5 separate regions of the Mus musculus genome follow, and all the other regions are linked to region 3. The links are chromatin contacts, called in public Hi-C, HiCAR-type, HiChIP or PLAC-seq and promoter capture Hi-C maps. All regions are on one chromosome and are shown on one strand. Each heading gives the region's core, a stretch centred on a gene start, on an enhancer-like site or on the middle of the called end of the contact. The rest is flanking DNA. Distances are from core to core; before and after follow the strand shown. Region 1 holds the start of Peak1 (pseudopodium-enriched atypical kinase 1). Region 2 holds the start of Alg9 (asparagine-linked glycosylation 9 (alpha 1,2 mannosyltransferase)). Region 3 holds the start of Atm (ataxia telangiectasia mutated). Region 4 holds the start of Pou2af1 (POU domain, class 2, associating factor 1). Region 5 holds the start of Colca2 (COLCA2 homolog).

Region 1 (5,266 bases), core at 1,918-4,417, 2.9 Mb before region 3:
TCAGAAATGTTATTTTTGGTGATGGTGGTGGTGTTGGGGCTGAAATGGAAGCCCCTACATAGGAGGCAGGTGGTGCTCTAGCACTCAGCGCCATTCCAAGCCGACCAGACTGATATGTCATTTATTTTTGAGATAAGGTCTCATTGTGTTCCTCTGGCTGGCCTGGAACTCGCTATGTAAACTAGGTTGCCTGGACCTCACTGAGATTCGCCTGCTTCTGCCTCCTGAGTGCTGGGATTAAGGGCGTGCACCACCAAAATTAGACAGGTTGGGTTGTTTTTGTTTTTGTTTTTTTTCCTGTTAGTACTGGTGATCAAACCCCAAATCCAGAGGCTCATATTACATACAGTAGACAAGTGCTCTACCACTTAGCTATACTTCCAGCCTAAAAATAATTCTTTCCTGTTAATTGAAAATAGATTTTGTTCATACAACATATTTTGATTAGCTTCCCCACTCCTGACGCTTCCCATCTGAACTCACCCCCTTTCTGTCTCTATTAGAAAACAAACAGGCATCCAAGGAAAAAATACAATAAAACACACTATCAGAATAGGGCAAAACAAACAAGAAAAAGAGCCAAAGAAAAAGCACACAAAACTCATAGATGCAGAGACACACCCTAAACCCAAATTGGAAGCCATAACATTTACACAAAAAACATAAGGTTAAAGAAAAAAATACATGGAACCTCCAAAGATTTGCTGAGTTCATATTGTGATGGCCATGGGGCCTACCCTTAAGAGCGTTTCTTCAGTGAGACTACTTTGGAGAAAAGTAATTTTTCATTTGTAAATGGCTATAAATTGGAGATAGCTTCTGGGTTAGGGATGGGCACATGTGTCTACCTCTCTTTTCTGCTCTAGGACTCCATGTGGTGTAGACCTGTGCAGCTCTGTGCCTGCTGCTACAGTCTCTGTGAGCACATATGTGTGCCAGTCCTGGTGTTTCTAGAATGACCAAGAATATTTTTTTAATGTTCATGTTAAGGTTAAAGTATTTTTATTTTCACATTTAGTTTAAAATATTTTCTATTGTAAGTGCAAACTATGAAATTAGAAATACATGCACCTTAATATTGGAAGACAATGCAATTTTAGGTTCACCTGATAGCCAAAGTTTTTAAAAAACCATTCCAAATACACTGATTCTGCCAACAAACATACACTTGTATACTGTGTTGCAAGGAATCAAAATAGTTGCTTATTACTTCAGATATAGTTTCTTATTTGTTTGTGTGTGTGTGTTTTAAGCAGAATATAGAAAACCAGAAAGTTCTGTCTGCCTCATCTTTAGTTCTTCCCGAGACATTTTCCTCTCACTCAGTACGTCACTGAACTTGCCATCCTTTGGCCAGGTTTTAAAACCATAAATAGACCTCATTTTTCAATCAGTAACAAACTCAAATTACAAACGGGGAGACACCATAAAATGCATCTTTCATAAACATCCCAAGAAAGCTACATGAAAACAACACTAAAGTGGATGATGTCTTCTCCAGCATGAGGTGAATCCTTAAGTCCTAAAGGAACAGTTCTAAGTATGTAACACATTAGTGCCCTTTATTACGGTAACATCAAATCGGAGTACTGCAGCATGACACTCTCTCCCTCTGCAAACATGAAAATGCCCTGTAATTTGTGTGAACTATTCGGTACTCTAACTTATAAACTACCTCCTTAAAAGAGCGGCTAAGGAGCTCCTGTTCCGTGTCTAGGTAGAGCCTACACTACTTCACTCAGTTAAGGACAAGCTTGACTTGGGTGCAAGGGTGGGCAATTCACAAGTCACATAACAAAGTATGTAATCTTGCAGAGAATTTTAACAAGGTGTTTAAAATTCTTTGGAGACAGCATTAAGACAATCTTGCTGGGGAGAGATTTTCCAATTTACACACAGAAACAAAATACATAAATTCTGATCGTGGCCTGGTGATTATCATAATTTGGGGAAATAACCGAACTTGTGACGTGAAAATACAACCCCAAGGCTGTAGGAACTCTCTCTGAGAATGGCACAAACCAACACCTTTTCTGGCTCTCATCAACACGGGAAGTGGCTTGGACACCCCCCAAACATCATCCTACCCCCACAGGAAGTGAGTTACAGTTCCCCCTCCCCTATGACAGCATGTCTCCCTTCCCCCAACCGGAAGTGAGGCGCCCCCATTCAGTGGGCCTTAAACCAAGACAAACCAATAACAGCAGCAGCAAAAGAAGGATGATCTTCAAAGGGGGAAGGACATCTCGACTGTTGCCACCCCCATGCTCGTCTTGCTTACTAACCTGCTGACGGCAGGAGCAGGCAGGGGCCTGGGGACTAATGAAAGTCCCTTGCACAGAGGACAATTCCCTCAGCCCCTCGCAATCGCCTTCACTCTTCACTCCGTCGTCTCACAGCTTGACAGAAATTCCTCCGCAGTACTTTATTTTGGTGTCTTTTCTTACTCTTTACCTAATCACTTAGTCACCTCCAGATAGGTAACTTCTTTTAACGTGGTAATACTGAGAATTGTTCCGTTGAGGAGAGACGTGAAATGTTATACCCGATACTTTCAGAGAAATGAAGGGATTATTTTGCCCAATGCGGCGAAGGACTACGTGACCACGCAAGGTGAGACACACTTTCGCGAAGGTTCTTGGGAAATGTAGTTTTCATTTTCATTGCTAAGGCTCTCAAAAAATAGTGGGACTTAAATTTTAATTACTGTATACTGGACTCTTAGAGGATAGTTATTCTGTACTAGACGAATGGCTGACTTAAGGTGATTCGGCCCCGAAAAAAATCCAAATCTGCGCTGTTTCTTTCCACTGGCGTTTAATTGAACCCAAATTCCCCGTCACATGGACTCAAGGTCCCTGCCGCCCCGCCCCCTGGCTTTGGCTCCACCCCTCAGCCAATCAGACTTTCTCTAGCTCGTGTTCTCCGGATATTGGCACTCAGGGAGGCGTGGCCTCTTGTCAACTCCTCCCATGGGGCTGAGAGTAGAGCTCGGAGACCGCCGAGGTTTGGTGCGGGCACGCGCGGGCGAGCGCGCGCGGTCTGAAGAAGTGAAGCGGCAAGGGTGCGCGCGGCGGGGCGGCGTGCAGGGTTGGGAGGAGCGAGCGGACTGGTGGGCTGGGCGGACGGAGAGCGGCCGGGAGCGCGCTGTGGACTCCGCGGCCGCGAGTAGTTAGTTAGTTGTGTCAGTTGCTCGGTGGAGGCGGCCGCGATCACCAGAAAGGGGACGGGACAGGAGGCAATGCTGAATATCGCAACGGCTTGTGCTCCCCTCAGGTAACGGGGGCAGGGTTGCCCACGTACCCTCCGGTCCCTTTCCCACACGCGCTGGCTTATGGGGCCAGGGTCGCCGAGAGGTGAGGACGCGGACCTAGGGGGGATCGGGACTGGGTGGCGCCGCAGGGGCTCGGCAGCCCGTGCGTCCTGCGGGGCGCGGGCTGCAGTGCCCCGGCCACCCACGCGCCCCGCGGGCGCCGCGAGCCCTCTCATGCCCCCCACCGGCCCAGGCCTCGTTACCCTGGCTGCGATGGTCCCGGGAGCGCGGCGCCCCCCAGAGGAGGGAAAGTTGGAACCTGGCGGCTAGGGACTTCCCGGGGCTGGGCTGCGAGGCTCCAGGGGAAAGTGAAGCCTTAGAGGAGCTGGAGATGTGGAGGCTGGGGCAAGAAGGGCTTCTGCCTAGTCTGTATGGTCGCCTCACTCCCAGACTTTGGAGGATCAGGCTCAGCCTTGCCTCAGCAGTCAGGACGGAACCGGTGGCTCTGTGCCTGCTCACTTTACGCTCTGGCCAGGGAGCCCCTAATGTGCGCAGGCTTCCTAGGTTGCTTAGGGGTTTGGGATTTTGAGAGGCTGGGTTAGACATTTGTTTTTCTTTGCCCTTTGGCTTATGGGTTCTTGCCAATTTCCTTTCCTCCTTCGAAGAGGACTACCCATCTGAATTGGGTCCCCTTCTCGTTATCCCCCATCTTATGCTCCATTTGTTGGAGAGCTTGATTTTGTTCTTGGACTTCATTAAGGACTGCTGAGAGCAATATCAAAGAGTAGTCCGCCCTCCAGTCCCCCTCCCCCAGGCCCCATGTCTGCAGTCCAGTTTTTAAGGACCCAAATTGAGGAACCAGAGCTGTGGAATGGAGTTATTGGATGGCTGGTGTTGAAGGATAGAGATGAGTTAGAGGAAAACTATGATTTCATCTTTATTGGCCTTACTATAGAAAACCCAGTACATTTTTCTTTGCCTCTGTTGAATGTGGTAAGAGTACACTCTCAATTAAATACTTGGTGACTTACATAAAAGACTATTTTTAAGCCACTGGATGATGTGCATGAACTGCTTTTTCACCTGAGTCGGAATTGCTTTGAGTATTCTGTTTGGTGGCCTATCTGTTGACTTGATCTTTTTCTTTCTTTCTCTTTCTTTTCTTTCTTTCTCTTTTTTTTTTTCAGCCACACTGTCCTCCCTTTATCTACCTTGGCAAATTAAGTATGTAGTCAAGAGAACACATATTGCTCTCTGCAAAGAGGAAAAAAAAAAAAAAACCCAGAAAGCCCAAACTTGAATTATCCACAAGGGTAAAACTTTCCATGAGCAATCTTGGATACTCACTTCATGATGGCTTCTTTTGTAATCTCAGAGCATTTTAGATCTTTCAATTCACTGACTACCCTAATTACTTTCCAAAGTGCCTGGCACTTTCTTTGGTGACTTTTTCAGTAAACTATAATTGCAGGTGAGGTACATTTTCTTGGCTTCCAAGTTAGGAGTTAATAGCCTTATCACAGAGATTAACAGTTAACAATGGAAGCAGAGTTCATACTACTGCAAGTGAGTTTTGGCAACGATCAGGTCACAAACTATGTGAAAAAACAAAGATCCCCTCCCCAGAGTTGTCAGAGGGGAAGAAGAGAAAATATTTTATCGTGTCTCTATTTGGGAGAGAGTAGTATGACTATGTTATGTGGGGGAAAATGGCAAATTATTTTCTTTAAAGCTTTTTGATTTGTGGTCCTCCTTTCTCCCACCCTTTCTTTAGGGACTGACATTTATGTTTGGCTAGTTTCCAGTGTTGTAAGGCGTGTTTTGGTGAGAGGAAAAGATAAGCTTGATTGAGTTGTTAGGGTATTGCTTATTCATTTTGTTTAGTAATAGTGCAGAAAACTTACACAGTGGTGTTTAAACCCCATTAACATTCTGTCAGAATTTATTTTTAAGAGTCTGTCCTGAGGCCCATAAAGAAATAATGCCACTTCATAACTGTTTTCTGACAGTCAC
Region 2 (5,486 bases), core at 1,784-4,283, 2.8 Mb after region 3:
TCTGATGCCCTCTTCTGGTGTGTCTGAAGACAGCTACAGCGTGCTTACATATAGTAAATAAATACATCTTTTTAAAAAGAGAAGAAAAAAAGAATCAAAGACTCAATACAACAACAAACCTAAGAAAACGAGATTAAATCACACTCAAAAAGGGAAAAACAAACAAACAAACACCAAACTGTAACCAAATAAAAGCACACACAACAAAACTGGAGTCCATTATATGGTGGTCAACTACTCCTGAGCATGAGGCCTGTCCTGGAGTGGTTGTATATCCAGTGTCACTTTACTGGACAAAACTGATTTTCCCTCTCTCAATATGGACAAATGACAGTTTACCTTTATGTTAGTGGCTAGGTTTTCATTCATTCATTTTTTTTAAAAAATCAAGATAAAATATAATAAGATAAAACAAAAACTACCACATCGAAGTTGGACAAGACAAACCAATAGATGGAAATTCAGTTCCATGTGACAGTTAATCATCAAATGCAGTGAAGACAGGAACTCAAGCAGGGCAGGAACCTGAGGCAGGAGCTCAGGCAGAGGCCATGGAGGGTGCTGCTTACTGGCTTGATCCCTGTGGCTTGCTCAGCCTGCTTTCTTATAGAACCCAGGACCACCAGCCCAGGGATGGCACCACCCAGAGTAGGCAGGACCCTCCCCCATCAAACACTAACTAAGAATATGCCCTACAGACTTGCCCTACAGTTGGGTCTCATGGAGGCATCTTCTCAGTTGAGGCTCCCTCCTTTTCTAATGACTGCCTGTGTCAAGCTGACATAAAACTAGCCAGCACAACAATTTTGGCAAACATAAGAAGAAATAAACTTAGAAAGGTGGAAGAATGTGGCTTCTGTCTAAGAAATGGGACTGACCTGAGGAAAATGCCTAAGTTTATTTCCCTCAAGTTTTGGAGTAATCATTAGCTTTAAAACCTATACCCACAAGTATTACTTAGACTTGCAAAACCATTTAAAAGATAATTGTAAATATCACCTTTGAGTATACCAGCTAAAGGTCATAGACTTTAATAGTAATTAAATCAACAATATGGGCTTTCTTTTAAGACCTATTTTATTTGCGAGTATATCTGCATGAGTGTAGGTATACATTTGTGTGCCTAGAGACCAGATGAGGACATCAGATTAGTTCTATTTTGAGACAGGGTCTCTCTGTGTAACCCAGGCTGGCCTAGAACTCATAAGAGCTGCCTGCCTCTGCCTCCAGAGTGCTGTGATTAAAGGCATGGGCCACCACGCTGGGCTGTCATATTTTGTCTTGGAGCTGAAGTCGCCTAAATTTGAGCTGCTGGGATGTGAACTATAATCCTCCTTACAACCATAAACCAACAGTTTTTAAGATATAAAAATGAAAACAATGTATTTTAATATTTTCCACACTTACATTCTACATGTTTAATTTGTCCTAAGTACCAAATCAAGATCAAAGGCCAAAATCCCAGAACTAGGGGCGAGGGATGTAGCCCACTGATAAAGTATTGCTTCAAATGCCCAAAACCATGGGTTAGATCCCTAGGATTGCAAAAACTAAAGCCCAGCTAACGAGATCACCTACTGGTTCCCAGTAGTTGAATGTTTCATCACAGTCCGAGATGTTGCTCAGAAGGGCTGCGCACAACCTCGCTGAGAGCAGACACTTGAAAGCAGTGGATCCTTCAGGGGCCCAGACTTGCCCTGCTTTATTTCCAGACCTGCCCAGAAGGAAAAAGCAAAATCAATCGTCTTATCAGGAAGGTCCTGCTAGGGAAGACTAAAACCCAGACAGGAAAGACAGGAATGGCAAAAGACAGCGCCGCAATAAAACCATTCACCTAAAAGAACTAAGGCTTTGTTATCCTTGAGAGTGAATAAGGAATTGCGTTTCCAATCGCACCGTCCACTTCCTGCTTCTAAGGTACACACTAATTCATACACCTTGGCCTGTTTCACCTCAAGCCAACTAATCACTCGCATGAAGACCACAGTGCTCTCTCTCTCTCTCTCTCTCTCTCTCTCTCTCTCTCTCTCTCTCCATTTCTTCCTTAAAGTCATTCCTTGTCATGGCTTTATCTCTTCCCTCCTCCTTCAAATGAATGAGGCTTAATATAAGACGCACGTGCAGACCGCCTCTGTTCCCATATACTAACAGCCACTTTAACGCAGACCTAACCTACAGGCTACCGGCTGCGAGGCTGAGGGGTTCTAGGGCTGGAAGCCTAGAGGGAGGGAGAAAACAGTAAACCGCAGTGAGACTCAGATGTAAAAGGCATACCAAGGGCTCTCACAGAGGTTCTGCTAACTCTACCAGCACGAAGCCTGCTCGTGTGGACTTGAACCCGAAGCATGGCAGACCCTGGCTGCAAAGATGCAGGGATCTGCTGCGGAGGGGCGATGATCGACGCCAAGTGGGACGCTCCCACGAGGGGCAGGAGTAAGAGCGCCGGGTGGCAGCCGAGATGCCGGCGGAAAGCAGACCCCCGGCGAGGAGCAAAGCCGCACGGCTCGCAGCAAAGAGCAGACCCCAGGCAAAGAGCCCCAGCTCGCAACGGAGAGCCGACCCCCGGGTGAGCGCAGAGGCCCGGTGGGGAGCCGACCCCCGGGTGAGCCAGAGCCCCCGCGGAGACCCCCGGGTGAGCCAGAGCCCCCGCGGAGACCTCCGGGTGAGCCAGAGCCCTGGAGGAGACCCCCGGAGCCGCCCGACCCACCCGCCGGCCACGCCCTCCGACCGCACACGTACTCTGGCCGCGGCTCTGCGCCTGCCTCCCGGCTGCCGAGCTGTTCCAGCTTCTCCGCCGCCGGGCCCGCATCCCCACCGCCGCCGCCACCGCCGCCGCCACCCTTGAGGCGCTGCCGGGCCCTTCGGCTCGCCATGCCCAGCGTCGGGGAAAGGATAGAACTCGGCACGCTACGAAATCGGCGAAGGCGCAGACATTGCTTGGCTGGAAAACGGTGTCCGCCGAGGGACAAAACGCCTCGACATGCGCAATAAAAACTGAAATACTGTGCCAATGGACCAATTGAGGCGAAGGCCGGAACGGCAGATTTCGCTTGCTCTCCTACTTCTGACTCTGGGTATTTCGTCCTTCCTTTATAATTTGCTTCCTCCACTTCTCAGCACTCCATCTTGCCAACGCTACAGTGTAGTAGTGTGTGGAGGTATAGCACAGCTGCCTACCCAAGGAGAGGTCTCTAAAAGGTTGCTTTAACATTTAACACCTTGCCTTGTCTTGTTGAGAGAGATGGAGGCAGCTAATAGTTCCTAAGAGACAAACCAGTGAGGCCAGGATTCAGACTGAGAAGTGAAAACCTGAAGAAATGCTACGCAGATCGTTCAAGCAGGCAGATGTCACTGACGTTGCTACAACACGGCTGGCTGGAGGTGATTTTTTTGTTTGTTTTTGGTTTTTTTTCATACATGCTTTTTAATTCTCTCTGCCTCCTTGCCTTTACTGCTAAGGAAACCAAGGTCCAAAGTTGCTTGGGTAATAAATGGAGGAGCTATATTCCAATTGAGAATCCTTTACAAACACATACTATTCTCACTACATTAACAACAAAAAAAGAAAGAGAGAGAGAGAAAGAGAAAGAAAAGAGAAGGAAAGGAAAGGAAAAAATAGAAAAGAGAAGCTCTTGTTGGAAGCGGGTTTTTTTTTTAAGGGGGGGGGGGGGCGTCCAGACTTGGTTTCAGGGGCCTTTCACAGAGACCCTTTACAAAGACAACTCCAGCAGATTGCTCACCCAATCCTGACAGCAGTGCTGCCTACCAGTAGAAATGCATACAGGATTCTAGAGGGAACATTGAGCTTGACAGAGTTAAACAAAAGGTTATAATGCCACTTCCTACATCGTAAAAATGGAGACTGATCATATACACCAGTTCCCACACACAGTCATTAATTACCAAGCCCACATCCAACCAGTAGAACACACGTGTATCCTTATGTAGCCTTTGATGAAGACTAAGGAAAGAACAGTAAGGATGTGAGCAGAGAAGCGCTTTGGTCAGACAGGCCCAAATGTCAAGCCTAGCTCTGACACTTAGGGTTCTCTGACTTCAATAGCCAATGATGAAAGATAGCAGTATCATGATGTTAATCCCAAATGTGTAACACATGTGATAAAACGCTCATAAATTCCACAAAGTCAGAAAGAGGAACTGAAAGTGTGGTGTATATATTGAAGTACTTGTTTTGTTTGTTTTTTTCTCAGGATCAAAAAGCTGAACTACAATAAAGTCACCAGCCACCAGTCTGAAGGGGTATTTTTGTTTGGTTGGTTTGTTTGTTTGTTTTTTATTAGATATTTTCTACGTTTACATTTCAAATGTTATCCCCTTTCCTGGTTTCCCCTCTGAAAATCCCCCTCCCCCTGCTCACCAACTCACTCACTCCTGCTTCCTGGCCCTGGCATTCCCCTACACTGGGGCATAGAACCTTCACAGGACCAAGGGCCTCTCCTCCCACTGATGACCAACTAGGCCATGCTCTGCTACATATGCAACTAGAGCCATGAGTCCCACGTCCCACCACGTGTTTTCTTTGATTGGTGGTTTAGTCTCAGGGAGCTCTGGGGGTACAAGTTAGTTCATATTGTTGTTCCTCCTATGGGGCTGCAAACCCCTTCAGCTCCTTGGGTCCTTTCTCTAGCTCCTTCATTGGGGAACCTGTGCTCCGTCCAATGGATGGCTGTGAACATCCACTTCTGTATTTGTCAGGCACTGGCAGAGCCTCTCAGGAGACAGCTATATCAGGCTCCTGTCAGCAAGCTCTTGTTGGCATCTGCAATAGTGTCTGGGTTTGGTGATTGTATATGGGATGGATCCCCAGGTGGGGCAGTCCAGCCATACCACTCCTGGGCATATACGCAGAAGATGCTCCAACATGTAGTAAGGACACATGCTCCACTATGTTCATAGCAGCCTTATTTATAATAGCCAGAAGCTGGAAAGAACCCAGATGTCCCTCAACAGAGGAATGGATACAGAAAATGTGTACAGAAAATTTTACACAATGGAGTACTCAGCTATTAAAAACAATGAATTCATGAAATTCTTAGGCAAATGGATGGATCTGAAGGATATTATCTTGAGTGAGGTAACCCAATCACAAAAGAACACACATGATATGCACTCACTGATAAGTGGATAGTAGCCCAAAGTTCAGAATACCCAAGATACAATTCACAAAACACAAGAAACTCAAGAAGAAGGAAGACCAAACTGTGGATACTTCAGTCCTTCTTAGAAGGGGGAACAAAATACCCATGGGAGGAGATACAGAGACAAAGTATAGAGCAGAGACTGAAGGAATGGCCATCCAGAGACTGCCCCACCTGGTTTGGTTTTTTAAGACAAGGTCTCACTATGTAGCCTTGGCAGGTCTCCTAAGCATCGGGATCAAAGGGCACCACCACTACCTCCACGGCCAGCCAGCCTATGCATTAAATGATGTTCACAGGCATCTTTAGGGGCCATCAACACTACTT
Region 3 (5,685 bases), core at 389-2,888:
AAAAAAAATCATGTGAGTCTACTTTTAACCAATTTTGTATGAGCCTAATTTTAAAATTACAAGAAAGCTAAGTTTAAAAATCACAGGTATAAATTTAACTATCCAAGTCTGATGAAGATGAAAACATTCAAAACACTAGTTTTTGTATTTAAGTTTCTCAAAAAATGGACAGTAGAATCGTACAGAGCCTCTTAAATAAGTCCTGCCTAATGTGCAATTTTTATTTTTTGGACAGGGCTGGGCACAAAGCAAATGTTCGTAACGGCTGTGGAAACTATGGAATGAGTCCTCATACTTCGACCACTTTCTTTTAGAGATGTCCCAAATAACGTTTCAAAGTCACTGTCCAGTTTTGAGCCTAAGAGGCTCTTGTTCCCTACAGAACAATCCCTTTTATTCTTTCACAGGACAAACAACGAAAACAGTCTTTTCCAGAGACAGTATCTCCCGACCAACCAGTGGTCTATGAACAAACCCTTTTCGAAAATGGAGGAAAACGAGGGCTAGAACGTGTGCAACCAGAAGTCAGTCGTCGTACCTCCTAAATATTTGCTCAAGAACACGACACGCTGCCGTTCTGAAATATGCAATTGGCGTTTCAAGCCACTATGGTGGGCCAGGGGTGTGGGGCCCTCCCTGTGTCCCAAATTCCCAGTGCTAAGGTCGGGTTATGGGTAAGGGCGTCGGAAAGTCTTTCCACAAGGCTGGGCGGCCGGGGAAGCGGGGGTCCCCCCGCCTTTTCCTTTATCAGTCCCGGCTCTTGACAAGGGAAAGGGTAGGGGACACGCAGCCTCGTCCATCACGCAGGCGACACTCCTTCAGGTGTCCCAGCGGGCCTGGCTGTGCCTCGGAATCCAGGCCCCAGGTGTTCCCCGCCGAGCTTCTTTCTCCCTTCGGCTGCCCCCATCGCGCAGCAGGAGGAGAAGGGACATCCCTACACCGAGGAGCTTCGACTGTCCCAAGGCGCCGAGGGACCGAGCCTCTCCGCTAGTCTGAACTTGGACGGGAGCAGACCACTCCTCAGAGCTTCCCCACCCCGAGCAGCCCTCCCCCTCAGCCCCTGGTCTTTCCGTCCCCTCAGCCCGGGTCCGATCACCCGCCCTCCCAGGCCGCCGCTTACCCAATACCAGCCTGGCTACATCCGAGGGTAACAGCATGATCCGAGCTGCACAGGGAGCGGCCTGAAGGGACGAGACTCAACTCAAAGCAAACACGGCGACAGCCCCGGCGCCGCCGCATCTCCCGGTTCCACTGGAGGTGCTGAACCCGCGGCAATTTGTCCCGCCTCTTTCGTGCCACACTAACCAATCGCTTCCGCGGGAGACAGAAAGGCGCCGAAATGAAACCCGCCTCCGTTCTCCTCGGAACCGTCGTCATTTCCGTCTGCGGAGGGTTGTGGCCAGAGAGGACCTGGTGGCCGGCTGTGGGAGCGTCGGCCCCTGGGCGGAGTTGCGGGAGCGAGGGCAATCGCCATTGGTGCGCACTGCGCAGGCGCGTTTCCTCAGGCCGGGAGACTGTTTTGAGGGGAGCGAGTGTTTTGAGTTGGAGAGCGCGTGATGCCTACGCGCAAGCGCAGTCGTGCGGCGGCGCATGCCGACTTCTTCCTTTGGGGCACCCGTGCCTTACCAACTTGCTGCTTTATAGAGCCGGAAGCGGGAAGGCGTGCGTACAGAACCAGCTGCTAGATCCGTGCACGCGGGAAAAGGCGAAGCGACCTGGGTTTGCATTGGCAGGCAGAATGCAGCGGTAGGAGCGAGGGACGAACGCTCGGGGACTTCTGTGAGGGGAAAATTCTCTTCTGAGCCCATCTTTCCTCAGCTTCCGAATGGCTCTTACCCCTTCTCTGCAGAACGGCCGTCATCTTCTCCCTCTTTCTGCAGACCCTAGATGGAGTGAGCCTAAATCTTCCCTTCTGCACGTCCCTCTTTCCTATCTGTCATCTTAAGGGTTCTGGTCGATCTAGATTTTTTAAATCTCATACTTTAGTCTCAGAGCGTTTATTTATATTTAAGCTACAGGTTTGCACATGTTCGTAGTTAAGAGCACTGGCCCTTGGAAATCACAGTCTCGTATTCTCATTGTCAGTTGTATTGCCTGTGTTGTCTGTAGTAGGTAAGTGGCAGCCACTCTGAGCCTTTGAAAATGTTTAACCTGCGCTCCTTCCCCGGTCCCACCCCCGCCACCTGGCACAGATAAGTAGACAGCTACTTTTTCAAAGCGACAATGTGATAGGAAAAACTGTGTTAGCCGAGGAAGGACTGGTTCTGTGGAAACTGAGCCTGAAAGAATCGACTTTGCTGCTAGATCTTGCCGGGTGTAAATTCTTCTGCAAGATGGTAGCGAAGCTTTCAGACAGAAGGAAGTGCATGGAAAGGCACAAAGTGTAACGAGCTCTTGTTATTGAGTGATACAGATTTTGCAAGTTTCCAGTGTATTGAAGCCAGAGGAAGGGATGAGAGCAAGAAGAGGAGGAAAAAAACAGTCATCAAATAGATTTATAAAGCGATCGTAAGAGAAGACAGTAACAGGATGACAGTTATACTGAATATTTGCTGTGTGTGTGTGTGTGTGTGAGAGAGAGAGAGAGAGAGAGAGAAAGAGAGAGAGAGAGAGAGAGAAAGAGTGAGATAGTAAGAGAGAGAAAGAGAAAGTAGGTGTGTGGTGGGGGAGAGGGAAACAGAAACGGAAACGAACTCCTTAAAGTAGATACTGGTATCATTTTCTCATCTAGCATCCAGAAAACAGGTGCCAGTTTAACCAACATGTTGCAGGTTGGATAACTGTTAATTGAATGGACCTGGATCCGAACAATACAGCCTGACCATAGAACCCACCCTTTTGCAACCCAGGCTAGCCCCTAACTCACAATTGTGCTGCCTGAGCCTCCCCTAGGCCTGCAATACCTGACTGAGCCCCAGTGCTTTTTACCACTAGCCAAGACTAACATGCCACAGGTGGGGTTATTTCTGGGAAGGGGAGATGTAATTATTGTCAAAATGCATCAACTTGACTGAACCCTCAAAAGGAAGATTTGATTTGTCTGTTCAGGGGCTGTTGCTTAGGAAGCTTTTTTAGTTGAATGTTGGGAGCTGAACTATGTTACTTGTTTTAATGTCTCAGCATTTGTTCACTTGATAGCTCTCTTCATCTAGTTGGATAGCTTTGGTTCTGCCACCCACCACTATTTGGTTGGTTGGTTTGTTTGTTTTTGAGTCAGGGTTTCTCTGTTGCCCTGGCTGTCCTGGAACTCTTTCTGTAGACCAGGCTAGCCTTGAATTCAACAGATCTACCTGCCTCTCTCTCTTTCCTTCCCTCCCCCTCCTCCCTCCCTCCCCTACTCCCTCTCCCTCCCTCCCTTCCTCTCCCTCTCCTCTCCCTCACTGCCCCCCCCTTTCTGCCTCTTTCTGCCATTCAGTTCATTCAGATCTTGCATTTACTTAATTCATAACAATTTAATCTAAATGATAAACTGTTGTAATTTGGGGGGGGGTATGAGCTTCTTTAGCTCAGTGTGGCATTGATCTCACTGAGGGTGACCTTAAACTTCTATCCTCCTTTCTTTACCTTCCCACTGGTATTGGGATTACACTAATGTGCTGTGGCACTCTCTGTTCTCTTCTTTTGTTTTCTACTGTATTTTGATTTCCTTTGAGGCATAAGTTGCAACTTGGAACTATGGATTAATACTTGTATCATCACCATTGTCACCAGATGTCTCCAAGAGGGTAGGCTGTGTATCAGTATGGTTCAGTTATTTTCTAGCTGTCCATAGCATGCCTAACCTGATACACTGTACATGTGAAACAAATATTGTTTGCTGTTATCAATGAATGTTTTCCTTTTTTTTTTTTTTTGTTTTTTGAGACAGGGTTTCTCTGTGAAGCCCTGGCTGCCTTGGAACTCACTTTGTAGACCAAGCTGGCCTCGAACTCAGAAATCCGCCTGCCTCTGCCTCCCAAGTGCTGGGATTAAAGGCGTGTGCCACCACGCCCAGCGAATGTTTTCCTTTTATAGAGATAATACTGAACTGTTTCATTTTATTCAAAATAATAGATTACCATGCTAGGCAAAGCACACATTTGAGAATTAGAGCCTAATTTTGATATACTTTAAGAAAATGTCCTATAGAAATGTTAAGAAAAATTATTGTGCCTTTGATCACAGTGTGCCTCTGCATGTATAGTTAGGTTTAAATGTGTAGTTAATGTCTAAAATAGTTACGTACAGGTCTAAAGTACAGCTTACTGGCACATCACATGTTTAGTATGCTTAAAGCACCAAGCCAGTCCTTAGCAAAAAAAAAAAAAAAAAATCAATGAAATTTGTATATTTCTTTTTACAGGTGAGGATGCATGTTCTGAAATCTTAAACCATGAGTCTAGCACTCAATGATCTGCTCATTTGCTGCCGGCAGTTAGAGCATGACAGAGCTACAGAAAGAAGGGTAATATAGTATTTGAAGTTGTTTTTCTTGAAGCAAATGTGTGATAGGTAACATAGTATGTTATTATTATTATTATGTTTTTTTATTTTCAGAAAGAAGTGGATAAATTTAAGCGCCTGATTCAGGATCCTGAAACAGTTCAACATTTAGATAGGCATTCTGATTCCAAACAAGGAAAATATCTGAATTGGGATGCTGTTTTCAGGTATCCTCTTTGAACTTGTGTTTCTTTTTCTGTTTTGTGATGCCATTTTACTCTTTAATTTTGTTTGCTGTATATCATTATGTGTTACATAGGAAGTTGACCCTTAGTGGTTATCTGAAAGTTTTAAAAACATACATAACACTGGAAGGTTTATGTCATTTCTTTGATAGAATATTTTAGATGTATATCCTGTAACAACAAGAAAGATGCATCAGGGTGCTGGCGAGATGGCTCGGAGGGTAAGAGCACTGACTGCTCTTCCTAAGGTCCTGGCTCACAACTACCTGTAATGAGATCTGACACCCTCTTCTGGCATGTCTGAAGACAGCTACAGTGTACTTATGTATAAAATAAATAAATCTATGGGCCGGAGCTAGCAGGGATGAGCTAGTGGGGCCGACCAGAGTGAGCAGAGGTTCTAAAAATTCAATTCCCAACAACCTCATGAAGGCTCACAACCATCTGTTCAGTTATAGTGTACCCATATACATAAAGTAAATAAATAATAACTAAATTGTTTTAAGAAAACAAGAGGCATCATAGGATTCCTGTCATACTGCTTTCTTGAGGCTGAGGCAGGAGGCCAGGCCAGTCTGGCTTTCATAGTGAGTTCTTGTCCTATCTGGTCTATATAGGGAAACTCTGTCTCAAATAGAGCAAAAACAACATGAGGATTCTGTTCATTTTTACTATAAGAATCTGTTTCAAATTTGTTTTAAACATAAGTTACAGTAGCTGGGCGATGGTAGCACTCTGGAGATGAGGTGGGCAAATCTCTGAATTCTAGGCCTGCCTGAGCCATAAAAGTTCCAGGACAGCCAGGGCTAACAGATCTTGTCTCAAATCAACAAAAAAGTAAGTTATAATATAAGTTTATCATTTTATTATTGCTGATTATAAGTATCTGGCATTAGCTTGGTATAATCATTCCACCCTGGATCATGACATCATTTTGCGCCCTATAAACACATGCAATTATAAATCGTCAGTTTACAATAAAACTTTTAAAAATTAAAAAGAGAAAAATACTAGCCAG
Region 4 (5,245 bases), core at 1,344-3,843, 2.3 Mb after region 3:
GTTGCCCCCCAGCAAAACCAGAGCCTAGCTCCAGTCTCCAGGCTAATCCCCAAGAAGACCAGCATCTCCAGGTTATTCCCCTGCAACAAACCTGCACCCCCAGATAACAAGCCTGCCATCTGCCTAACGACCACCAATGCAGCGGAAAGCAGAAGTTAAGTTTATGATATGACTCCCAGCACCAGCCAATTATGTTGAAGGTCACAATAGCTTTCCAATTCGATGCTTACTATAAAGCCTTGCCCCACGATGATGGTGTACAGGGAGATGGGTTGATTAGGTTAGCTCGAATAAAGACTCTGCTGTGAGTTGCATCAGATGGGCTCCTATCTTGGGATAGGAGATGAAGGGGGATCAAACACTTCCTTGGCACTACAAATGCAGAACCTAAGGAGAAAGTCTGAAGATGGACCAACATCTTTATCTGGCTGACAGTGGAGAGGACCTCATAGCCAGGGCTGGGACCTCCAGGTTTCCACATCTCAATGTGAACAGTTCTGAGCTTTGTCACACTGTTCTCCCATCTTAACCAAAGCCTGTGTTCCCCCATGAGTCCACTAACAGGAGTCAGAGGCCAAGCAGGCAGGAGGCAACAGGGGCAATATGATTGTTTTCTTAACTCTCTCCAACGCCCTGGGTACAGTCATTTTAGCTCAAGCCTGAAGGGCGTTTTCTGAAAAAAAGAAAGTGCCTTTTCAGCACTCCCAGTGTCTGATTTCAAACCCTGCCCTCCCCGCCTGCGCTGGCACTGCCTAGACTTCACTCACTTCCCACAAGTCTTAGTCAGCCATATGACCAGGGTAAAGGGATAGGTCTGTTGCACAAGGCCTGCTCTTGTTTTCCTTCAAGCCCCCAAAAGACAGTTTAAGAGAGTTTATGAGCAAGAAGCAAGACCTCTAACAACTCTCCAAAAGAAAATCTGTTCATCCCTTAAGAGGCACTGGAGGAGAGAAAATGGATTATGTAACAATGAGATGCTATGGGGGCTTTTTCATACAGGCAAACAGCCCATACCTCAGGGCTAACACCAGGGCAGAGCACCCGGCAGAATTCTGGCCGCCCCGTCAACTTATTAAGAGCAGTTATACATGGTGGGATTACTTTTCACTCCATTCTAAATATGCAAACTCTAAGAGTTTAAAAACTAAAAGCAGCTCACACAAAACTCAAGTGATTTCACTTGAAGCAAGAGGGCATATTGGCACTTTGAAGGACATTAAAATCCATGTTCCTACAATCTCATAGTATTTACAATGGTGTTGGCTGCCACTCCGCTTCCAGAAAGATAAGGTTTTGCTCTGGTCACCTTTTTGGATGAGTTCTAAGCTACCCAAACTAGAATCTGTGGTCAGAAATCTCAAGTCCAAATCAAAGTTCATTTATTTTTATTTAAACAAAAAAGTCTTGCCCATATCAACAATGGGGTTAGTAAACTGAGGCACGTTGGGATTGCTTCTCTGAGTCACAGATGAAAAGAGTCAATTTCAAAGAATTTGGGAATAGGTGGGTGATAAGGGGACTATGTCACACTCTAATCAATGGAACACTATTGTCAGATTACTTTTTATAAGTAAAACCACGATTTCTTTTTCTTCTAATCTGGATTATCACATAAATTTGATTGAGGAATGCTATGCCTAAACCAATAAAAGATGTTTTATGGAATTAAACATCTTACAAAGAAAGATAGGGAAATTATAGCTCTTTGCTTGAGGAAGTACAGTCCTGAGCCTTAATAAGGTTCCCCTTTTGCAAGACTCTTGAGTTGACTTTATTTGCCTCGTGAAAGGAATGTTGTAAAGAATGTCTATATAGCCTCCGTTATCGATAACACAAGATTTTTTTCAATCCACAGAATGGAAAATACAGTTCATGGTTTGTTCCATTCAAGTCCAGGGATTAAAAATCAAGGTCAAAGATAAACAGTTTTTTTTTTGCAGTGGAACACAAAACCAACCATTGCCACAGAATAAGGAAGAAAGTGAAAAGAGGAGAGAGAGAGAGAGAGAGAGAGAGAGAGAGAGAGAGAGGTTTCATAAGACTGAGTTTCCACCCCATCCCTACACATCTACAGGAGGGAACCAACTCTGGCAGAATTCAGCTAGAAGTGGGCCAACAAAACTCAATAACAACCTGCAGAACTGGGGTCCATGAAAGGAAAGGTCCTCACGTGAAGAACGGCTCCTAACCCATATCATATGTGGTTTCCGTCTCATGAATCATAATCTGCCCTTCTGTCACCTCAGTGATTCATGCACAGAATCGGAGATGCAATGAGCTGTCCCCACCTTGGGACACTGGTTCATTCCCCCAGGTTGGAAAATGAGCATCATCTCCAACAGGCTCCATCTCACCCACCTCAGCCCTCCATGCCCCCGAGGCCCTGACGAGACTGGGTGCTCCCATCACCAACAGTAGCTCTCTATTCCTGGACCCTGCCTCTGCTTACTTGGCTCTGACAGCCACAAGCAAAGCACTTACATTTTTGCCAGAGCATGGCTTGTGACAGGATGTTGCCTTTTCTCTTTGAAGCAGACAGTTTGGCTTCTTTAATGTGACTGGGCGTGCTTTCCTCCCGTGGAACCACCGTTTACTCTGAGGCTGTTTCTTCAGCTTTTTAAAGGCCCGAGTTCCCGCTGAGAGGGGCCACGTCATCACATCCTCCTACCTCAGGCAGAGCTGTACTTTTTTTTCTTCAGCAACACCGCCTGTCAACCCACTGTGTGCACCCCCAAGGCCCCCACTGGCTGGAGAGTGCTTGAGACACAGGGCCAGCCAATTGGGACTAACCACCATACAGCACAGGAGGCCAAGGCCATTTGCACACAGCCACGGTGTTATGCCACATAGGAGGAGCATGAGAGTCTGTATGAACGCAAAAGGGTGGACCATGAGGTCAAGGATCAGCGCTCCTTGAGCGATGAGGGGTCCAAAGGATAATACAGACAACACCGAGCTTTCTCTGGCACTCACATACAGTTCCACACTATCAGGCCATTTACAGGACTGACCTTACCATTGGTCCCAGCTCGACGGGAAATGCGATTCCCAGGGGTCACTATTCTCACCATGGGAGGAAACACCTGCCCTCTCTTCAAGCCTCACTAACCAGCCTCCTCGTTCTCGGTGTTGCTTTTCTGTTTATTCCACTTTAAAATGTAACGGCTCCTCCCCTGGCCCCAGTCCCTGGCAAAATGGCGGCATGTAATATTGTTTAAATATAGGGGTCCCTGTTTCAGACGGTTGGTTATGTACACAGAAAGGGGGAACCGACTCGCTCAAAGAAGAAACAGAGACACTCAGGCTTCTTAACTGAAGCTGATTTCCCAAAGGTGACTTAATGGATTTAGGAGTACCAGCTTATCATAATCCTAGGACCCCAACACGGCTAATGGAAAGCCTCTCAAAGAAAGAGTAATGGATTCCCCATCCGCAGTACATACAGTATGGGGCTACATTCTGCCACTGTGTGTCTGAAACAGACTCATAGGCTCCATTCCAGTGACCCAGTTACTCTCAGGTCAAGATCATATGGTTATACCCCCGGGGTAGTCCAGAGTCCTTGCTGGTTTGCCTTCCATGGTGCCTCAGAGTGATCTAATGCATTCTGGGTCTGATCCTTCATTCTCCAGTGTTAAAAGCCTTGCCCTAAAGGACTACAGCTCAGTAAGGTAGCACTTGACTGGAATGGGTAAGCCTGAGGTTCACACTCCAGTACCACCCTTTAGCCACAGAGCTGAGACACTAAAGCCTTTCACAGTGAGCCAGTTGCAAGCTCTTTTTTTTTTTTTTTTTTTTTTTTTGGTTCCGAAACAGGGTTTCTCTGTGTAGCCCTGGCTGTCCTGGAACTCACTCTGTAGACCAGGCTGGCCTCGAACTCAGAAATCCACCTGTCTCTGCCTCCCGAGTGCTGGGATTAAAGGCATGTGCCACCACGCCCGGACGTTTTTTTTTTTTAACTTATTGGCCTCACCTGCTGGTACTCTCTCCCTGTCTTCCCCATCTGAAGAGAAACCCAACCCCATTTCTTTCATCAAGGTCCTACCAATAACGCCATGGCAGGCAAAACAATTTTGTGACTCACCCCCTGAACTTCCTGGCCTAGAAATGATCAGTCCCCTTCTCTCTGTTCCTAGGGCATTATGCCCGTTGTTTACATCATGTGTAACTGCCACATGACGCTGTAGGCACCTCATGGAGGCTTTATCTTTGTGCCTATGTAAGACAGAGAGTATGCTAAACCCCCAGTAAAACTTCACCTAATCAAGTTATAAATTACACCTCTAATAGATGGTCTGCTTGAGGAGAGGTCTTGAGGAGAAACACTGGTCACACAACACAATAATCCAACAGAGAAGCCTCACTCCTAGATAGATTATCAGCCCTCACTCCAAACCATCCTAGATCACCATGATGAAGGAAGGGACTTGCTGACCTGCTGCAGGGACGACATACCACAACCTGGACTAGCAGAGCAGGTGGCAGTGTCACAGAGCCTCGGGCTTTACTGGGAAGTGTCCTCCCACCGGGACTGGCTTGCCTGCAGGGGGTGTGAGTTCCCACCAGTGCTCTCCCGATCACTGGCTGTGTTCCCTCAAATATTCCATGCAACTATTCTCATCTCGGTTTCTGAGTTTATGAAATGAACTGGTTCTCCAGATGTCGCAGAGTCCTCAGGAGAAACAGAGGCCCTTCCTATAGCATTGCTCACATTTTGGTTGTCTTATTCTAACACCATGAATTAAGATTTATTTTTTTATTTGTCTCGCCACAGACCCAGCATAATGAGCTCCACAAAGCAATCAAAATAGCGACTTGCTGTGGCAGTGTTCTGCCTCACAGTGATATTATAGATTCAGACAGCGAGGAAATATTTGTAAAATATTAACATGAACCTGTCATGTATTAAGGGAACACAGCCAGTGAGCAGCAGAGCATTGGTAGGAACTGACGTCTCCTGCACCCTGAACCTGTCGCTTTAAAGCAAGCCCAACTGTCATTCAAATATTGTAGTATAACAAAAATATCACAGGGCCTACAAAGCCCCACATGAGCATTGCTCTTGGAGGAAGTATTTGAACGGAAAGTGCTCCTGGGAGGATGTCACAGGAAACACTAGAGGATGTCTGTCACACACGGGGATCAAGTTTATTACGGGGATTTTCTTAAACCTGGGAAAAGAAAATTCCTCCAGAACAAACTATCGGCACACTTGCACAAGTTCAAAAAATATAATTTATATTAA
Region 5 (5,566 bases), core at 1,187-3,686, 2.3 Mb after region 3:
AAAGATTTTTTAATCTAAAGCTTGGGTTTTTGTTTTGGTTTGGTTTTGGTGTTTTTTTTTTTTTTTTTGGCTTTTGTTTGGTAGGTTTATTTTTTGTTTTGTTTGCACTTCAGACAACTCGGGGATTAAAAGAGAGAGGCCTATACCATCACTTTATCTGCATTCCTGGAAACCTCCTAGTTATTTGCAAAGGGGACCCTTCTGTCCCCCTGTGACATCTTGACCTGACATTCCATATCACTCCAGTCTCTTCATCCTTCAAATCACAGGACAGAGAGCAACTCAGGCAGAGCTTCCAAAATACACATCAGCATGGGTCGGAGTTACTCATATTCATGAGGGATCCAAGAAGACAGGTTGGTTCCAAATTCCTCCTACCTCTCTCCTCAGAGCCTTCAAAAGAAAGAAAGAAAGAAAAAACCATGCCCTTCCTCTAAAGGAAGCAGGAGTTCTATGAGGTAAAAAGTCTGGGGTTCGAGGAATTAAAAACAAGCCAAAACATAGGAATAGGGATTGCCACAATGCAGCAGTGGAAACCTGGCCTAAAGGAATCTCAGGTGGGTCAAGGAAGCTGTGCTGGTCTACAGCTCCAAAGAGCAAAGAGCGCTGATGTTTAAGGACTGCTTGCTGGAAGCCCAGTGTCTGTGACCTAGCAGGAGGGAGGATGCAGACTGGACAGGCAAGCCTTGTGGCCAGGCAGGGCCAGAGGGATACAAAGCACAAAGTTTTGGCCTCTGCCGTCCTCTGACCTGCAGCCTGGGCCCAAAGTGGCTCTTTGCTGTGCCACACCCTCTGTCTGCCATGTTCATTCCCCAAAACCTGCCATTTCCCCTTAAAATGGAGAGTGGACAAGAGAGATTCAATGTGGCTGTCCAACCTGGTTCAGGTGGTCCACAGGGAACAGCCTAGGTCAGTGGGGACTTCAGGGCAGCCTTTGAGGCACTAACATAGAGCATCTTTGAGGACACCTGCTCTGCCTGTGGGCAGGTGGACAAAATGTTTAAAATAGGAGAAAAGCAAGGGTCAGGACCCAAAGGGATCTCCCTCTCTGTTTCTCTGGACTCTCTGTGAGGTGCCTGTGTGCAGGATTTCTGCAGAAGATAGTCCATTTTGTTAAGCCTTTGAATATTCAAATTGAAAGTATCGCGCAATCATTGATTGTCAAATCATGGGTTTCTAGAGGTTTTAAATACTTGGCATGAGGGGGAAAAAACTCAAACCTATACCCGAAGGTATAAAACATTAATTCTGTGTGTCTCCTGATCCAGGGACCTGGGTGCTGCCTCGTGTTTTGTGAAACTTTAAAAATGTCGCATCTCTGCCTTTCTCCCTGCACAGGAGCCTTCCTAGGTGCTGAGTCTCTGAAGCTGCAGCATCCAGTCTCCAGCCCAGCTCCTGCTGACCAGGATGTCGGGTAACTCAGATGCTTTTCCAGGGGTCGGGTCATGAGGGCCAGGGGCACTTGGATCCGAGTGTATTTCCTCTGCTTTTCCTGCGTATAACAGAGAGGCACAAAGTCAGGGAATAATAGTCAGGGCCGGGCATGGATCCAGAGAGGACGCGATCCCGCTGTGTCGGGTCCCTCTGGGTGACTGCCCCCCAGAGCAGAGGCCCAGAGACCCATAAGGCCACTCCGGACAATCGAGTCCCCCACGCCCCTGCCTGCCCTTTCACTTTTCCACCTTGGAGTCCTGGGAATTTGGAGGCGCCGACCTTGTGAGCCCAGAAGCGGCGGCGCGGGGGAGCTAGAGGCTCACGGTGAGCCCTGGACTGGAGCAGGACGCACCCGGCAGGGAACTGGGCTGGGGCTGGTCCCGCGTGGACCCCGAGGCGCGCCCGCGCTGCCTGCAGATCCCAGAGCCGACCCAGACAGTGGGGATGGGAGGAAAGGAGACTGGAGCGGAGTGGGCGCGTCCTGGCACTGCAGCAAGACAAACCGATGCCCAGGACCGGGAAGAACAGCGCACTAACTTTCCTTAGGGATCCTAACTTTCAGGATCTGGCTCGTGGGTGGGGGTCTCCCTGCTGTCCAGCCGCGGTCCCTACACTAACCAGGCGAGGCGCTGGTGGCCTGGCACTGTCTCCAAACGCCTAGGCCAGGGGCCACTGTGCTCCGCCCCTCCCCGTGATTCTAATAAGCGCTCTCTCCAGGGTCAAGGTCGGGTGGGAGTCACACTGGGCTTCTAAGTCAAACTCTATTCGGAAAGTGCCTCTGCCGGGTCTAGCCTGGCCTAACAACCAGTCAGACCTACTCACTGCGCTCTGCCGGGACCCCAGGCGGTCACCGGTCCCTCCCAGCCGACCCCCGCCTAGCACAGCCGGCTACTTGGGCTCTCCCAGGTCTCCCGGCCCAGCTCTGCCGGCTCAGGGGCGGCCCCTTCCGGAGGGCTGCCTCTAGGCGACTGCGCGGTCCTAGGGAGCCTCGGGATGCCATTACTCCAGAGCTGCAGCTCTTGCTGGAGAACTCTCCACAGCTCAGTTCTCCAAAAGCCTGCACCGGAAAGGGAGGGGGTGGGAAGAGATGAAGAGAGCGACAGAGTCGGAGACTAGAGGGAGGAAGGGGGTGAGGAAGAAAAGACATTTTTGAAAAAGAGAAAGGACCGACAGGAGACTATTTCCCGATCTTGGCTCCTTTTCTGGGGTCAGTGCAGTAAGTCCTTAACAGGGCCAGGACAGACTGACTGCCCCGACCCCTGTAGCTTGTCGCTTGTTTCAGGGCTTGCTTCCAGACCAAGGGCACCACAAATAAAGGTTGTACTTCCCCAGAAGCCATGCCTGGATTGATAGAGGAATACAGTGGGGCGGGGGGCATGGGGAGAGGGGCTGTTGTTCACATTATGGTGAGGTCCGCGAGATCAGTTGGAAACAGAGAGCACCCCAGATCCACAAGCTGAGCCGGAACCCCAGATTTAATATCGTAGCCAAAATAGCAGGCTTGTTTGACCTCCCTCCACATTCCAGAGCAGAACAGCTGGTACTGTCCTGAGGATGGGGCCCAGCTAGGGATGAATAATTTCATAGATGCCCACAGATACTGTTCCCACTAGGACCCTGAAGCACCTGCCTGTGCTTAACCTTTTCTAGTTTGAGAAATGTGGGTATTTTTTAACGTTATCTTTTCTTTCTTTTTCTTCTTCTTCTTTTTTTTTCTTTTCTTTTTCTTTTTTCATTCTCTTCGTGTGTTCTGCAAAGGTAGAAACTTGGCCTTGGGTATCCTAGCCTTACCAAGGGAACCCTCACTGTATCCCCTTGACACCCAAGCTTTGAAACTGACCACTAACCCTGTTGCCTCTCCCCAGAAAAACCTAAGGTGTATCAAGGCGTCCGTGTGAAGATGACCGTGAAAGAGCTTCTGCAGCAAAGAAGGGCACACCAGGCCACCTCAGGGGCAAACGTAAGCACCACCCTCTCCGTCTCTGTCCCTCCCAGTCCATCGAAGGCTTCGTTCAGCCCTGTGTCAGGGAAGATGCAGAGGCCACCCATAAGCACAGCCCTGTTCAGGGATTCTTACATCTGTCCCCAACTTCCCAGGTCACCATAGGCAGCCACCAAAACCTGTGGGACATGGTGTAGGGCTCAGGACTGTGGGAGGCTCACCTCTCACTGCTCATAGCTGAGTGGGGAAGGCTTCTTGGTCCTCTGCAAGGAAGAGAGGCAGCCAACAGGTTAAATATGTTTTTATAGTGTTAAGAGAGTATAGATACAGCCCCAACAAACTCATTGAAAAAAAATTATCTCCCAGAAACCCACCTAGTTTCTCTGTAATTTAGGCTCTGAGGTCATGTATATGAAAAACCAGCAGTCACTGGAAGTCTCTGGAAGAAAAGGCCTCTCTCTCTGGAATACACAGAACTATGACAGAACTGATCTGGGTAGTCATAAGACACTCTGACACCTCACATTTATAACCCAAGTGCTTGGGGCAGCTGCAGAACCATGTAAACTAGGCGTGCTTGTCCACCGAGAGAGAGTTCAATTTGAAGAGCCTTCTACACGTGACACTGTTAGTGCTTGTGGGTAGGTGTAGGTGTGGAGGGAGGATCAGACAGGATTCCAGTCATCTATGACTTCACTGGTCTGGTCAGCATGTGATCCTGTGCAAGTTCCATGTTGGACTTCATGAATGGAACTTTGGCACCTCAAGCAACAGGAGGGAGAAATTATGGAGTGATGGTGAGATAGGTTTCTGAGCCAGAGGACTTGGGCTTAGTTCTCAGTGACTCTGTGGCACGTGTCCTCCGATACATTGACTTACTAGAGGCTTCTTTGTCTGTTCCCCTAATTGTTCTGTTGAAAGCTAAGAAGAGTTGTATAAAGGCTAAATAAGTGTTTAGGGGCATTCTCCACAGAGAGTGCTCAACAGATCACTAAAGTAAATTCCAACCAAGGGTGGATGGGCCGTTTGCACTAATGTGTATTACACCTTTCTCTCAGAACTTAGAGTTGAAGCACATTTGCTATGATTTGATACACACAGCTAGATAAATTAGTTGTCCCCATTTGCAGAATATCAGGCAACAGTAGAATGTTCTTATAATACTAAGGTGGATTTTCAGTGATTCTTTGTTCAAAGTACCTTTGTATATTCATTATTTCATTTGATTGTAATGATCAGATGACATGAAGAGATCAGAAATCTGTATGCCTCATGACAGCTAAGATCCAAAGTCTTGAAGTTAGAAACAGGCTAAAGGTAGAAACAAGATCATCTTATTTTTCAGTATTGGCTCTCTAAACTCATCTTTCTACAGAGCCGATCATACTAACAGGAGTTTAATAACCTCAGTAGTTCATAACTATACCATTAATAAAACGAGGACCAGGAGCTTGGTACTTGCAGAACTCGGCTTCAGCCATACCCAGAGCATCCCACTTAGGCAAAGCAATCCTGTGGCTGTTGGGTTCTTAGAATTGGTGTGACCACCCTTGGCTCATAGCAGAGTACAGGGCAAGAGGAAGGATTGCATCTCAGTACTTGACCAGGCTCTGATCTTGAGAGAAGTCTCATTTGCCATTTTCTGAGTTCCCTGTGAGAATGAAGCAAGCCTTCAGAACCAATGTCTATTAAGAACATAACGCTGCTTTCTGGGATATGCCCTACTGTGCTTCCTAGAAAGTTCTCATCCCCGCCCCTTCCAGCTCACAGGAGTCATGTACATAGAATTTCAGTAGGAGACCCAGATGTAAAATCTCTTTCTGAGAGCAAACAGAAGGATTTTGGAATTCTGGGACTGCTACACAGTGTACCCAGTCAGCAAGGGTGATAGATAGCACCCCAGGGAGAATAATGTATGCCTGCTCCAGGCAGACCTTTCTAGTTTAACAGAGACTATATCCAACTTGGTCCAACATTAAAGACATCTCTGGGAAACAGTAATCCAAGAGAGAATTAATTGTGCCAAACACTGCAAAGCAAGAGTAAATCTGCCTTCATTGGCTATGAAGTCAGAATAATAACTGTTTGAAACTTTAAGAAGCTAATCATGTTATAGATTGAGGTAGATATCTAAGTCTCAAGTTGTAGCAGAAGAAAGTATATGTGTCAGACTGGTACAGTTATTTTAAA

What was found. Promoter capture Hi-C pulls out the DNA fragments that hold promoters and counts their contacts. A called contact is a pair of places that touch in the nucleus more often than the background predicts. HiCAR-type assays count read pairs that join an accessible place to other places. HiChIP or PLAC-seq counts read pairs in DNA pulled down with a chosen protein or histone mark.
Region 1: a promoter capture Hi-C map of erythroid cells shows a contact between it and region 3, with 32 times the contacts expected there. The contact joins the promoter of Peak1 here to the promoter of Atm in region 3. A contact is called at or near these places in 3 of 39 promoter capture datasets (erythroid cells, liver and pre-B cells).
Region 2: an H3K4me3 HiChIP or PLAC-seq map of pro-B cells shows a contact between it and region 3, with 7 times the contacts expected there. The contact joins the promoter of Alg9 here to the promoter of Atm in region 3. A contact is called at or near these places in 5 of 39 promoter capture datasets (erythroid cells, frontonasal cranial neural crest, hippocampal neurons and 2 more), 3 of 115 datasets of contacts at active chromatin or transcription factors (embryonic stem cells and pro-B cells) and 1 of 9 other capture datasets (liver).
Region 4: a Hi-C map of B cells shows a contact between it and region 3, with 5 read pairs. The contact joins the promoter of Pou2af1 here to the promoter of Atm in region 3. A contact is called at or near these places in 2 of 39 promoter capture datasets (the C10 cell line and pre-B cells) and 1 of 484 Hi-C or Micro-C datasets (B cells).
Region 5: a contact with region 3 is called in a HiCAR-type map of astrocytes, with 3 times the contacts expected there. The contact joins the promoter of Colca2 here to the promoter of Atm in region 3. A contact is called at or near these places in 2 of 39 promoter capture datasets (cranial neural crest and pre-B cells) and 1 of 115 datasets of contacts at active chromatin or transcription factors (astrocytes).

What each region holds. Positions count from the first base shown.
Region 1 is chr9:56,415,951-56,421,216 of GRCm38.p6, reverse strand. Peak1 (pseudopodium-enriched atypical kinase 1) reads left to right here and starts at 3,167. Exons shown (of 7, transcript NM_172924.3): 1 at 3,167-3,276. Hmg20a (high mobility group 20A) reads right to left here and starts at 2,598. Exons shown (of 10, transcript NM_025812.3): 1 at 2,286-2,598.
Region 2 is chr9:50,772,772-50,778,257 of GRCm38.p6, reverse strand. It overlaps Alg9 (asparagine-linked glycosylation 9 (alpha 1,2 mannosyltransferase)), which reads right to left and starts at 3,033. Exons shown (of 15, transcript NM_133981.2): 1 at 2,740-3,033; 2 at 1,579-1,714. The coding sequence starts at 2,873. It overlaps Gm38476 (a long non-coding RNA gene), which reads left to right and starts at 2,719. Exons shown (of 3, transcript XR_379372.3): 1 at 2,719-3,381; 2 at 4,212-4,260.
Region 3 is chr9:53,532,624-53,538,308 of GRCm38.p6, reverse strand. Atm (ataxia telangiectasia mutated) reads left to right here and starts at 1,638. Exons shown (of 63, transcript NM_007499.3): 1 at 1,638-1,746; 2 at 4,343-4,444; 3 at 4,537-4,649. The coding sequence starts at 4,373. It overlaps Npat (nuclear protein in the AT region), which reads right to left and starts at 1,262. Exons shown (of 18, transcript NM_001081152.1): 1 at 1,121-1,262. The coding sequence starts at 1,157.
Region 4 is chr9:51,211,038-51,216,282 of GRCm38.p6, reverse strand. Pou2af1 (POU domain, class 2, associating factor 1) reads right to left here and starts at 2,593. Exons shown (of 5, transcript NM_011136.2): 1 at 2,482-2,593. The coding sequence starts at 2,497.
Region 5 is chr9:51,275,424-51,280,989 of GRCm38.p6, reverse strand. It overlaps Colca2 (COLCA2 homolog), which reads left to right and starts at 2,436. Exons shown (of 5, transcript NM_001195681.1): 1 at 2,436-2,650; 2 at 3,300-3,394. The coding sequence starts at 3,335. It overlaps Gm32819 (a long non-coding RNA gene), which reads right to left. Exons shown (of 9, transcript XR_003948163.1): 2 at 3,751-5,027; 3 at 3,598-3,639; 4 at 1-3,452.